Linked DNA regions of Macaca mulatta: region 2 is linked to region 1. A link is a contact called in public Hi-C data. All regions are on one chromosome and are shown on one strand. Each heading gives the region's core, a stretch centred on a gene start, on an enhancer-like site or on the middle of the called end of the contact. The rest is flanking DNA. Distances are from core to core; before and after follow the strand shown.

Region 1 (5,972 bases), core at 2,951-5,450:
TTCTCAAGTTGAGAAATAAGGCTGAGTTGGGTTGAAATTTCCAGTCCCTCCCTAAAGGCCTGGGAACCTGTTCCAAATCATAACCGAAACCAAGCTGAAGGACATCTGTTTCTTCAGAAAGTGTTTGGCATTGAAAAGAAGAACCACAGATTAGAACAGATAAATATTGTTGTGGGTGGTGAGGCCAAGAGAAGCGGGGAATCAGGAAAATCAGAGTCATCTAACCTACCAATAAACTCTTGTAACTCAATAAATGCCACCAGAAAAAAAGAAGGAAAGAATAAAAGAAGGGAGGAAGAGGGAAAGCAAATCAATGGAAGAATTACTCTTATTCCTAGCAGTTGACACAACTTCAGTGAATAAAACTCTGCTGCATTTAGATGAACATTTGGACCCATTATTTGTATAATGATTTAATATTAGATCATCTACAAGAGGAGAGGCATTGAACATTCTGCTAGGAGTTTGGTAACAAAGATTACACATTAAACTTACATATTCAGCATAATATTGAGGAATAATTTTCTAAGCTTTGATGGACTACCAAGATCATTTTATGAGTAGATATTAAAGGTTTTTCTCTGATCCCCAAGTCACTTTTAGTGCAAATTAGAGTGACATGTAGCATCTAGTTAACTTCTACTCCAGGTATCCAGAGTTAACAGAGTGAGATAACAGGATGAAATCAGTAGGCAATTAAATCATATTTTCTACCCTGGAAATTTGGTATTCTGAATCATTTCTTTCAAAATCAACCTTAGTTGTTATTAACAACGGAAAAAACAATAGCAATAGCAATAGTAGTAATAATGAGCATAATGATAATAGTAGTAGTAAAAGTAACAGCAGTGGTAATAATAATGGTACTACTACTACTAACCATACTTACACAGCACTTCCTATGTACTGGGCACTGTTTGAAGCATTTTAAATATATTAATTGATTTAATCCTGACAGCACTCCTATGAAATAGGAGCTGTTATTAGTATCCTGTTTTATGGATGCTCTCAATAATAACTCTTAGTTATTTTGTTGTTACTAAGGCCTTCTAGAAAAGTAGTATGGAAAGAAGTTAGTCACTCCCCTGCCTGCTGCTAGCCAGAGTTACTACTTCAAGTTTGCTGTCTCCTCTAGGAGTCTTCCCAAACACACAGTAAGATGTGCAGCCTGCTCCTACAGCTATAAAAAGTCACTAGGAGTGTTACAGGGCTGTCCCCACATGGTCTGTGACCATCTAGAGCTCCATTAGAGCTTTCACCTTTGCCAGCTAAGGAAGGAGTGAGGGGAGGGGGGCTGAGGTGGGGGAATGGTTCCCAGGCCACATTTCCTGCCCAGTAACATGGTCCTCAAATAGCCAAGGCTGCAGGCCGAGAAATTCCTCACTAACAAGTTACGTCCTGGAGCTGGTTCCCTGAGCCTTTATTAAGAATGAATGTTTTCTTGCCAATCCATGACTCAAGGAAGACCGAGAACCAAGGCGAGACAAGCAGCAAAGTTTGTTTATTAACTTGCTCCACCCAAAGGAACATTTTTATGAAAGGGTGAAATTCCCGACTACTCAAAAAGAAGAAAGAAAAAAAAAAAACCTATGGGAAATTTAATCACCAACTGAATAAAAGTAAAAACAAAGCCCTACCAATGAAGATGTTGCCAGAGACAATGGGGCCCCTAGAGGAGCTGCAACTGTCTCGAGATAACAATCCCCCCCCCTCCCCCGGGAATTCGCTGGCCCTAAGTACTACATTATTGCTATATTAGCTGAGGAATCTTTGTTCACAAGGCAACTGCATGCAAAACCATCTGTTACAACTCCTGGGTTCCCCTGGTTTGCAGACACAGCATTTACATTTCAAGAAGAACCTCTGGGAAGGAAGGGGGAGGTCTCTATCTTTCCCCTGGAGCAATTACCTTTTTATAAAGCCTGGGAGGGGGAAGCTCTCCTTTCCCTGAAACTGAACCCAACAATTGAAAGGAGATAGGCCTTCAATTCAATAATGCACATGCAGCTCGCCTGGGATGCCTGGTCCTAAAGCCACGCATGCCCCATTACGGTTTTAACATTCTTAAATTGGTATGAATGGTAAAGCATCAAGAACAATGCCAAACTGTCTATAGGGCTTAATGAGGCTCTACTTTCTTAAGGAATCTCTTCTTCCTTTTCTTAAACGTGATATTAAAGCTAATACTCTGCACTGCATAATAGCCTGAAATATACTACCTCTTAAAAGCAAACTGTAATCTGGGCCAAAGGAGACATTTTGTATCTTGATTTAGGTGGGGGCTATAGTAATATACATATGTCAAAATTCATGGAGGTGTAAACTTCAGGTGTGTGCACCTTTACGTGTGTAACTTATACCACAATACATTTTTTTAAAAGAGAATATGTCAACGATACTCACAGTTAAGGAAATTGAGAATAAATCACTTGCCTTCAAGAATAGTAAGACTGTTCTCCTTCTAGATCCTCCCCTTACCCCTACCCACACTCGAAATCTCTCCTGAGAATTTTAAAGTTCAAGAACCTGAAAAATAGTTATCCAACTCTGCACCAAGCCAGTAACTACAAATGCTTCCTGTGTATCCTGGGAGCCTAAATATGCAACACAGAGAGAGGCACCTGTCACACGCCAAACCGTTCCAGCCACATATCAAAAATAAAAAAGCCAAGGTCTTTTTCTCGTCTGATGGTGAGCTATGAAATTATGAGACATGCCTGGGGCTTTCAGCAAGACAACCCTCATGTTCATTGTTTTGTTTCTTGAGCCCTATTTTCAAATAGATGTTTCTAAACTCTTAAGTAGCACTCTTGCTTGCGGGAAGCAGGTTAACCCTGTAGGGTACAGCTCTCTGGCTGGAGCAGGAGAGCAACATTAAGTGAGGGTGGTTTCTGCAGGAAGCTCAGCAGGCTTAAATCTGTACTTGGAGCTCTGTTACTCTAGCAGCTTCTTGAGAACCACGATGCTGAACGGAGTAGAGAGTCACTAAGTGACAGGCGGAATTCTGGAAGCTTCAACACTGCTGGGTCATGATTTAGCGGTACACTTCCTCCTCTGAACTACCAGGCAAAGAGGGCTGCTTGTCACTGAGGGAAACAAGGCCAAATTCATACCTTCCACTAAGCCTCCAGAAAGGCCACCCATCGAAGCAGAGGCTCCTTGCACTAATCATAGGGGGGTCACCTTTCCCCTTCATGCTCTTCAAGCGTCCTGAACCCCGCAGACAGGTCATTTCGGGAGCTTGGGGCTACCAAGCTGCATCTACTGATAGATATCGTGAATCAGGATCACCCAGCGAGCGCTTCCTGGACTGAGCCGAGAGCTCCAGTGATTTCTCTGGCCTGCCAACGAGTCATTTAAGAAGTGAAATATGCCAACCAGACCGGGTACCCCGTACTTCGGAACCGACCCTGCCGACCCTGGGATGGAGAGGGGCGGGTGTCGCCAAAGGCTGGGCAGCGTCTATGCGGATGCGTGCTCGCAGGTGGGTCTTGCAGGCTACCCCGGCCCTGCGCACGGTGCCAGCCTCACACCTGACCCGGTGCCAGGAATACAGCAAGAGGCTCCAGTGGGTATGCGCCTCCGTGGAGACACCGCCAACTCCGCTCCGGAAAGGTGCGGGTAGGAGGGCAAGGGGCGAAATGTGGGACCAGAAGCAAGATACCCCGAAATGCGAGCACCGGTGAAGTCTCTGGGGACTCGCGCTTCCTGCGCCTTTGCAACGCTTTGCTAGCACTGCGCTTCCCTTGGCAGCGCCTGGAAGCGGCGCGAGCTGAGATTTGTGAGGCCAGCGGGCAGGAAGGATGGAGGCGCAGGGGATCCCTTCCTGCCCTCACGCGCAGCTAGACTGCAGTGTCCCCTTTCACGCCCACCCTGGCCCGGGATTCCCGTGCCAAAGCGCTAGGGTTTCGCAGCTCGCCGAGGCCCAAGGGGTGACCTGGAGCAGCCGGCAAAAGAAAGCGGGGGGGTTGGGGGAAGGCGAGGCTGGACCTGCGGTCCGAGCGTGCGCGGGTCCGTGGCTCAGGGCGCCAGTGCAAGGCCGCCCGCCAGCCACCCGCACCTACCTCGATCCACTTCTGCGCCTCGGAGAAGGCGGGCTCGGGGGGCGGCTCGGGCTGCAGGGGCTGAAGAGCTTCCAGACCGAGAGCGGGACAAGCCATTTGCGCAGCCCCGCGTCCGCTCGAGCGCCGGGATGAGGACGGCCGCCGCCGCCGCCGCCGCCGCCGCCGCCGCAGGAGCGCGCTCCCCGCCCCTTCCCGCCCGCCGGCCTCCCCTCCCCGCCTCTCCCCGCCCCCGGCCGGCACAGGTCCCGGGAGAGCCGCGAGCTGCTAGAGGACGCCGCGGCAGCTGTTCCCAGAGCCGCCCGGGCTCCAACGCGCCGCGAGTGCCCCGCGGGAGCGAGCGCGGAGACGCCAGGAGCTTCTTCTCCTCCCCACCTTGGCGGGCCGCTCCGCCCCCGGGGAGGGGGGGCACAGCTACTGACTAAAAATAACCCGGAGTGAGCGCTGCGTGTCTCCCTCCCGCTCACACCCGGCCTGGTAGAGGGACTCCACTGGCCGCCCCGCACGTCCCTGCGCCCGGCCGGCTGCCGAGGGGCGGGCTGACGGGTCTGGCCTCGTATGGGAGACGCGCGCCCAGCGGGGCGCACCCGGACCCGGGGGAGCCGGCGCTGCGGCACCCGAGCGGGAGGACTAGCGGGCCGCGCAGCACCTGCAGTCCCTCCTGGCCGCAGAGGTTGGGGCAAGGCGGGGCAGCCCCTGGCCCAGCGCCGGGAAGTACACAGCCACCTGATCTTTTTGTAAAAAGAAAAAGAAAAACGACCCCGATGAGCTTTTCCTTCTCCAGGGAAGCTATCTGTGTCCTAGTCTGTCGATGCAGTCAACCAACAGTCACTGTGTACCTACTATGCGTCAGGCACTGGGCCAGGCGCTGGGGACGCAGAGACGGAAACACACACACACATAACATAGACACCCTACCTTGCCTTCGAGGTATTTACATTGTAGAAGGAATTGAGGGCCGGGACAGACAATAAACATGTAAATCAAAATAATATAATTGTGGCGGGTGTTGTTAAGATAGAAGAGGAGAAGATAATGACTTGGGAAGAAAAAGCGCGGGGTAATTTCCGATAGCCTTCCCCCCTTTTGGCTGGGAGGCTGACCTGTGAGTCCCGGTTCCACTAATGGGAGGGAGGCAGATGGTCAGTGAGCTAAGGAGAGACGTGCATTTATTTATCTCGTCCCTTCCTGCAGGTGGGTAGGGGGTTTCCAGAAGGTTCCCCATCTCCTTTTGTCCCACTAAACCTCCCAGGCCTAGGTATGGTAAAGGCTTCCCCATCCCATTATGGTCTCCCGACCCGGCTCACTTTTTTCTAACCCTTCCTTTAAACTCTCCTCGGCCACTCCCACTTGAGCACGCCTTCTGTTTTGCACTAGAGCCCAAGTGATGATGAAGGAAGGTGTCTGTAAGGAAATGTCCTGAAGAGGTGACAGGAGTGAGGGAGATTTAACTGTGTAACAGTCTGGGGGAAGAATTCCAGATGGATGAGCCAGCAGCAGGCTAGCAAGACTGGAGCTGGTGAGGAGAGCACCAGGCGGGAATGATAGCTTGGGAGAGGCAGGCCAGGTCCCGACTGCGGGTGAGGGGTACACACTACCTTTTAGATTGTTGCCTGGGTATCCCCTGGTAGGCCACCAGGGAGCTCTGACCTATGTGAGCCCGGCGCTGGGACCTCAAGCTAATGGATTCCCCTCTTCAGAATGGCTGCTGACAGGAGATTTCTGACGGTGGCCAGAGGTCACCTGGGTGCCTCAGCCGCTAAATCTCTGTTCCCCATCCAGAATCCGAGTTTAATCTTTGTCCAATTCTGCTGCTATAATAGGGGAATGGAACAAAAAGCAGGCCTAAAATTCCACCATTACCAGCTTTGGAGTCAGACAGGCTTTAGTTTATTTACTTTGAAAACACTT
Region 2 (6,019 bases), core at 2,253-4,752, 270 kb before region 1:
CAGCAATAGAAAAGCAGGATCCTAAATGGCTCTGAAAGGGACAGTGCAGATTCTTTGCATGAACTTGGGGAAAAATGGGAAGCTTTTTGTTACTGTTCTTTTTTCTTTAGCACATTAGTACCCAGTAGACACTTAATTTGTTTTTGACTGACAGGGCAGAAAATTGAGCCACCAAGAAACTGATTTGGGGGAAAACAAATGAATGCAGCTGTGTGACACCACACCTAGAATGTGTAACAGATTACAAAATGTAAGGAATTCTTTCTTCAGGGCTGAGCTAACCTGAAACATCTGGGATAGTTTACGACCACTCATAGGATGGTCTTAAACTATTCCATTCCCGTGGTCCTCCACTGCCAGGAAGCTTATCGTACCCTGCACCTTTCCATCAGCAACCCTTTCTTCCCTCTTCCATCCTCCTGTCTCTCCATCTCCCAACTCTTCTTTTTCTTTTTTTCAAGAGACAGGGTCTTGTTCTGTCACCCAGGCTGGAATGCAGCAGTGCAATCAGAGCTCTCATACCCTAATTTAGGAGCAGATCTTCTGCTTGAACCCCTGAAGTCCAAGAGCAACATTCTTTCCACTTTTGGACAAACCAAACAGTCCTGGGCTCCAACCTCCCCAAGCTTGGGCAGATTTTTTGGAATAAAATATTCATGTTTATGCAAATGGCCCTGCCAATTTGCGATGCCAATTTGAGCAGGGAGAATCTGGTCCCTTGTGCATCTTGTGAACCCAGCCAGGCTGCAAATTCCCTTGGGTGTTTATTTTTAGGCTAAATGCCCAGTGTGGCAAGACTCATTTCAAAGGATCTCAATTTAGATATGTGGACTTAAAAAAATAGATAAAAAAAAAGAGGGTGAAGAAAGTTTTCATACCATTGGCTATCTGAAGACACTCCCCACCCACTTGAAAAATTGTCACAGTGACTGATTTTCCACTAATTGCTTGAGTCTTTTAAGTTCAGAGCTTCAAGGCAGATTCATGGAGAGCAAAACATAATGATACAAGTTTTGAGCTGGCCCTGTTGGCCTTGAAATAATAAATAATATGTATAAGGTAGATATGTAGGATTGTATTCACAGGCATCTAGGTATCAAAATATTTAAATGACTTTTATAATGTGCTTTTTTTTTTTTTCTTTGAAGGACCTTAAGAGCAGTCTTTTGTGAAACTTGGGTCTGTTTTACTTTATTTTTCAATAACTACAACTCTTAGTAGCTAGAACATTCCAGATACACTAATTTTCATGACAACCCTGCAAAATAGGAATTATGATGCCCCCTTTGCAGAACAGAATATTAAGGTCTCTAATTCAAGCCATCTGAACTCAGGTAAATTAATTGAAGTATACTCAAGAGGCAGGCCCAGGCTGTCTGGATTTATATTCATGAGAAGGTTTGGCACTTTTATTTCATCCAAGTCACTCATAGATGAGTAGCTTTGGGAAGAAGGAGTTGCTTTGGGGGCACAGCTCACTGTTTCATGTGGAAGGAATACAGCACAATGTGAAATGAGAAATGCCAAGCCCTGCCTCCAACTGGCGATCCTGCACAGCCTTACCTAAAGAAAGGCAGGCTAGCTATCTTGGTAGGAGAGATTATGGGTCCAAAGCAGGTGAGGGAGAAGAAAAGCTCTTGTCTCAACGTTTCTGAGGCTTACATATTTCAAAATGAATGAGATAATGATTTAAACTAAGGAAGAGCTGGCGTTTTCTTTCACCCAGTTTTACTTGGCAATGCATAAGCAACCAGCTTAGATTGGTAGCTAGTGTGTTCCAATGAAGGAAACTCTGCTCTCCAAAAAAGCCTCTTAGTCCCCCTGGGAATGTTCTGGGTGACACTGGAAACCTCCCTGTTCACCCCATCTCCAATCAGGGCAGCTGTTTGGTCAGTGCACAAGTAATTGCGGTTTTTGCCTTTAAAAATGGCAAACCCACAATTACTTGTGCACCACCCTAATACATCCAGAGTCACAAAGGTTCGTGCAAGTTACGTGCCTGGCTGGTCCCCGATACCCGAGGATCTGTTCAGCAGCCATGGTGAACTGGCATCTGGTAAGGAGGACTGTAGAGGAATCCATGTCTGGCACTTAGCTGCATCTGCTCTTCCTCTAAAGATTTCTAAAATGTCTATTGTTCCTCGGAGGTTTTTTTACACCCCCCACCCTGCCCCCCGCCTAGTTTTCCCCTCTGTAATTAATTACTACGTGGTTGAGAAGATCCACAGACTAGCAGAAAGCAAGCACTGAGTGCTGAAACATATGAAAACAATTAGAAAAGAAGTACAATCACATGAAACCTATAATTCAGTTCAAAAAAAAGTTTACTTCTCCAGTGGGAAACACCAAGTAAAAGAACTCAAATCTCTATGGCATTTTAATTCAGGGGAAGTGCATCTTGGTTCTTATTTTATCCTCTTAAAAACAGAAATCTTGGCTTCTTTGGCAGACTCTGATATTTGGGGGATAATTAAGTTAGCGCAACCATAAAATAAAATAGAAGAAAAAGTAATTTATATACTTCTTCCCTTCAGTGGAAACTCTAATAAATATTAAACTCCACACATTTATTAAGAAGTCCTACTTTCCGTCTCTTGATGCTAAGATACTGCTAATATATTGTTTGACAGGAAGCTTGGGACTTCTAGGTTTTTGACCTCATGTGAAAATGAAATAACATGCGCCTTTGCTCCCGTTTGTATATTGTCTTAAAGATAATACGAGTCTCGCTCTGTTGCCCAGGCTGGAGTGCAGTGATGCGATCTCGGCTCGCTGCAACCTCTGCCTCCCGGGTTCAAGCAATTTTCTTGCCTCAGCCTCCAAAGTAGCTGGGATTACAGGCAAATGCCACCATGCCTGGCTAATTTTCTTGTATTTTTAGTAGAGACAGGGTTTCACTATGTTGGCCAGGCTGGTCTCGAACTCCTGACCTCAAGTGATCTGCCCACCTCAGCCTCCCAAAATGCTGGGATTACAGGTTTGGGCCACCGCACCCAGCCTAGCAAGGTGTTTAAGAATACTTGGGAAACAAGCAAACAAAAAACAGTCTACAAAAGAAAGCTTTGTTGTTCATCTATATGCTCCTCCCCTCGGATATGGCTCTATTATCTCATTCATCTCTACAAACATTTCTCAGCTGAGAAATGGGCCACAACAAGTGGTCCTCTTGTTGGGTGCAGAGACGTGCTGGCCAGAATTCATCTGGATGTCAAAGACAGAACACTGAGATTAAAATGCCTTGAGAGGTATCAGTGTTTTTCAATGATTTAAATTCCTATTTTTCAGACACCAAGAGTCCTTTTCTTCTTCATGATACTTCATTCCAGTTAAGCTACTTTCTGCCACATTAAAAGCAGGATCCCAAATGTGGATAAACTTAGAATGACTCTCAACTCTTGTGGCATGCAAAAAAGTAAGTGACAAAGACGTAGACATGCCAGGCTGGTGGCATGCTATGTGTAAAACCTTTATGAGGGAGCTGGCTGGCAGCTGAAAAATCTGCCTAACAAATGAATTCTGGGTGTTTGGAGCAGCTGTGTTGTGTTGCTATTGGGAACATTCTCTGAGAATATGCATAATTATCCAGAGCCCAATTTTAAATGCTAAGTCAGAAGATCTGAGGCAATGACATTAACTGACCTGCAAATTTCTGCATATGAGAGCTAACTTGAATGAAATAGGTTAAAATTAAGCCAGATAACAGGAAACGTGAATGGAAGTGAAATAAACAAAGATAATATATATTCATTAGAATTACATTTTTAAACTATGATTTGATGTTTGTACAGCGAATGGGAATTGTCATAAAAGAGTTCAAAGTTTTTAATAAAATAAACGTCCCAGTTACTGAAGTGGCACAGTACGTGTATGGACTTCCCAGTCTTTGCCCCACTTCTCTTCTCTACATGACCATTATTCCTGAGTGTGCTGAATTAGTTTAACGCAGCTCCCCCTCTTCTCCCCCTGCTATTTTAGATACTCTAAGGATGATGGTATCCTTGGTAAACACTAGCTTAAAGACTTTACACATGTGATATAAACGAAAAATGTGTGTCAGAGACAGGAAGATTAAAATTTCACATAAGTTCATATTCTTATCTGTATCACTTATTACCTACTACTATGTCCTTAAAGGCAGAAGTGGGAGAGGTCTGAAAAATGGTACCTAGTGAGGAGATATTATTCCCCTCACTATTATTATTTTTGTCTTCTCAGCATCTAGTCCGGTCTCTGGTACATGGGATATGGGATGCTCAAGGGATGCAGAAAAAAAATGTGTCTGATAAGGTCTCTGTATCAAAACTTTAAAAAATCTGGATTTTTAAAAAAGATTTTATTATATTACTCTTTATTATTTAATAAACTCAGAGAGCTTTTTGTAACATAAGCACAATTTTATGTTAGAATATTCTAGAAGCACATACATGTTTAGAATATGCATGATTATCTGTAATATACCACACACAAGGAGGAAGTATATCCTTAGTTTTTTTTTTTTTTTTAATACAAAGGTACTCTAGAATTAAATTTATGTAACTCAACACTGGATATTTTAATTAAGACCTGGACCACATAAAAAACCACATGTGGAGTTGTACAGAGAAACAGAAAATGTGTGAGAGGAAGATGTGGTGCTGTGGTCAGAGCATCCGAATCTGGTCACCAGGTTGGTAGTGACCACCTTTGCAAGTCACTATCAATGATCCTCAGCTCACACTTCTGGAAGATGGGTATATCAGCCACCTCTTAGACCAGCCTGGCCAACATGGTGAAACCCTGTCTCTACTAAAAATCCAAGAATTAGCCAGACGTGGTGGTACACGCTTGTAATCCCAGCTACTTGGGAGGCTGAGGCACGAGAATTGCTTGAACCTGGAAGCAGAGGTTGCAGTGAGCCAAGATCGCACCACTGCACTCCAGTTTGGGTGACAGAGTGAGACTCTATCTCAAAAAAAAAAAAAAATTAAACAGCAAGTGGCAAAGGAATTTCAACTGTCAAATTATTATGAATGTCGATTTGTAAAATACATTTTGGCTGCATTATTATTTGTTAGGATCATTGCGGTTATTTTATAAAAAAAATTAACCAGCTTCTCAAAACATTACAGAAGAGTGTAGAACTATAGTTTTCCTTGGCTCTGATTGCTGAAGGTCTCCATCTCACATGTAATATGAAGCTATCAGGACTGGATACTAGTACCTTTGTTAAAATTAAAGAGAAGTAATTACTCCATTCTTTGTTTTTGAATCAACATGCTTTAGAAACTAAGGAGTCAAATAAACCCAATTCTACTTAGTACTCTCTTGGGACAAGGAAAGTAAGTGGATTTTTGTAAGGCAGCCACTCCCTAAAGAGAGTGTTCCCCATTTCAAAGAAACAGACTATTTTTCTAGTGATGTGTAAAGTAAGATATGAGCCATTTAGGAGTAGCGTGAAAATTAACAAGCCACAAACAATAGAAAAATACAATGTTATTGCTAGGTAAATCCTGCAGCCCACACATGCCTGACCACAAATACATGACGAAGACAAGGTCTGCACCCAGCAGTGAGGAGCTCACTCTTCACATTCATTTAAAATACCCAGGAGGTACTTAGCAGAGACATGCCTGAAGGCAAAGACTATCGTCTATGTGCTCAGAGGAGGGAACAGTGATGCAATAGGAAAAGCGGGAAGTGGAAAAATAAGATGAAAACTCCAACTCTCTAGACAGATTTCAAACCCCCAGGCATGCAGAAAGCCAGTCAGGCCAGCCTTCAGCCCAGAGCTGACCTGGCAAAGCGCTGTGCTGCTGGCATGACCTTGATTCCAGCTTGCTCTAGCCTTTTGCGCTTTTGGATCTCAACAGCATCTTTTTCTTCAGACTTGGGAACTGGGGCCACCACAGCCCCGTCTGAAGAAGGGTGCTCCTTATCACTGCCGTCGGGTAATTCACACCCACCATTGGAAGGCTTCCAACCAGGATTCATTTGGCCAGCTGGGTCGTCTTCACCAGCAGACCCCACTTCACTCCCCTCT

Evidence for each region. Hi-C and Micro-C count contacts between places; a contact is called where the count stands out from the background.
Region 2: a contact with region 1 is called in a Hi-C map of fetal cortical plate, with 2.0 times the contacts expected there. The contact joins the enhancer-like site here to the promoter of LIMCH1 in region 1. A contact is called at or near these places in 2 of 14 Hi-C or Micro-C datasets (fetal cortex germinal zone and fetal cortical plate).

The regions. Positions count from the first base shown.
Region 1 is chr5:40,606,979-40,612,950 of T2T-MMU8v2.0, reverse strand. LIMCH1 (LIM and calponin homology domains 1) reads right to left here and starts at 4,200. Exons shown (of 26, transcript XM_078003355.1): 1 at 4,065-4,200. The coding sequence starts at 4,160.
Region 2 is chr5:40,871,999-40,878,017 of T2T-MMU8v2.0, reverse strand. All of the region lies in intron 9 of LIMCH1 (LIM and calponin homology domains 1), which reads right to left. Among named protein-coding and RNA genes, the nearest start is that of PHOX2B, 130 kb to the left of the region's middle. Within about 2 kb of position 3,502, at least 11 of the 40 cell types and tissues checked have an H3K27ac peak or open chromatin away from gene starts, as enhancers often do. A contact at or near this core is called in fetal cortex germinal zone and fetal cortical plate, where this site is marked.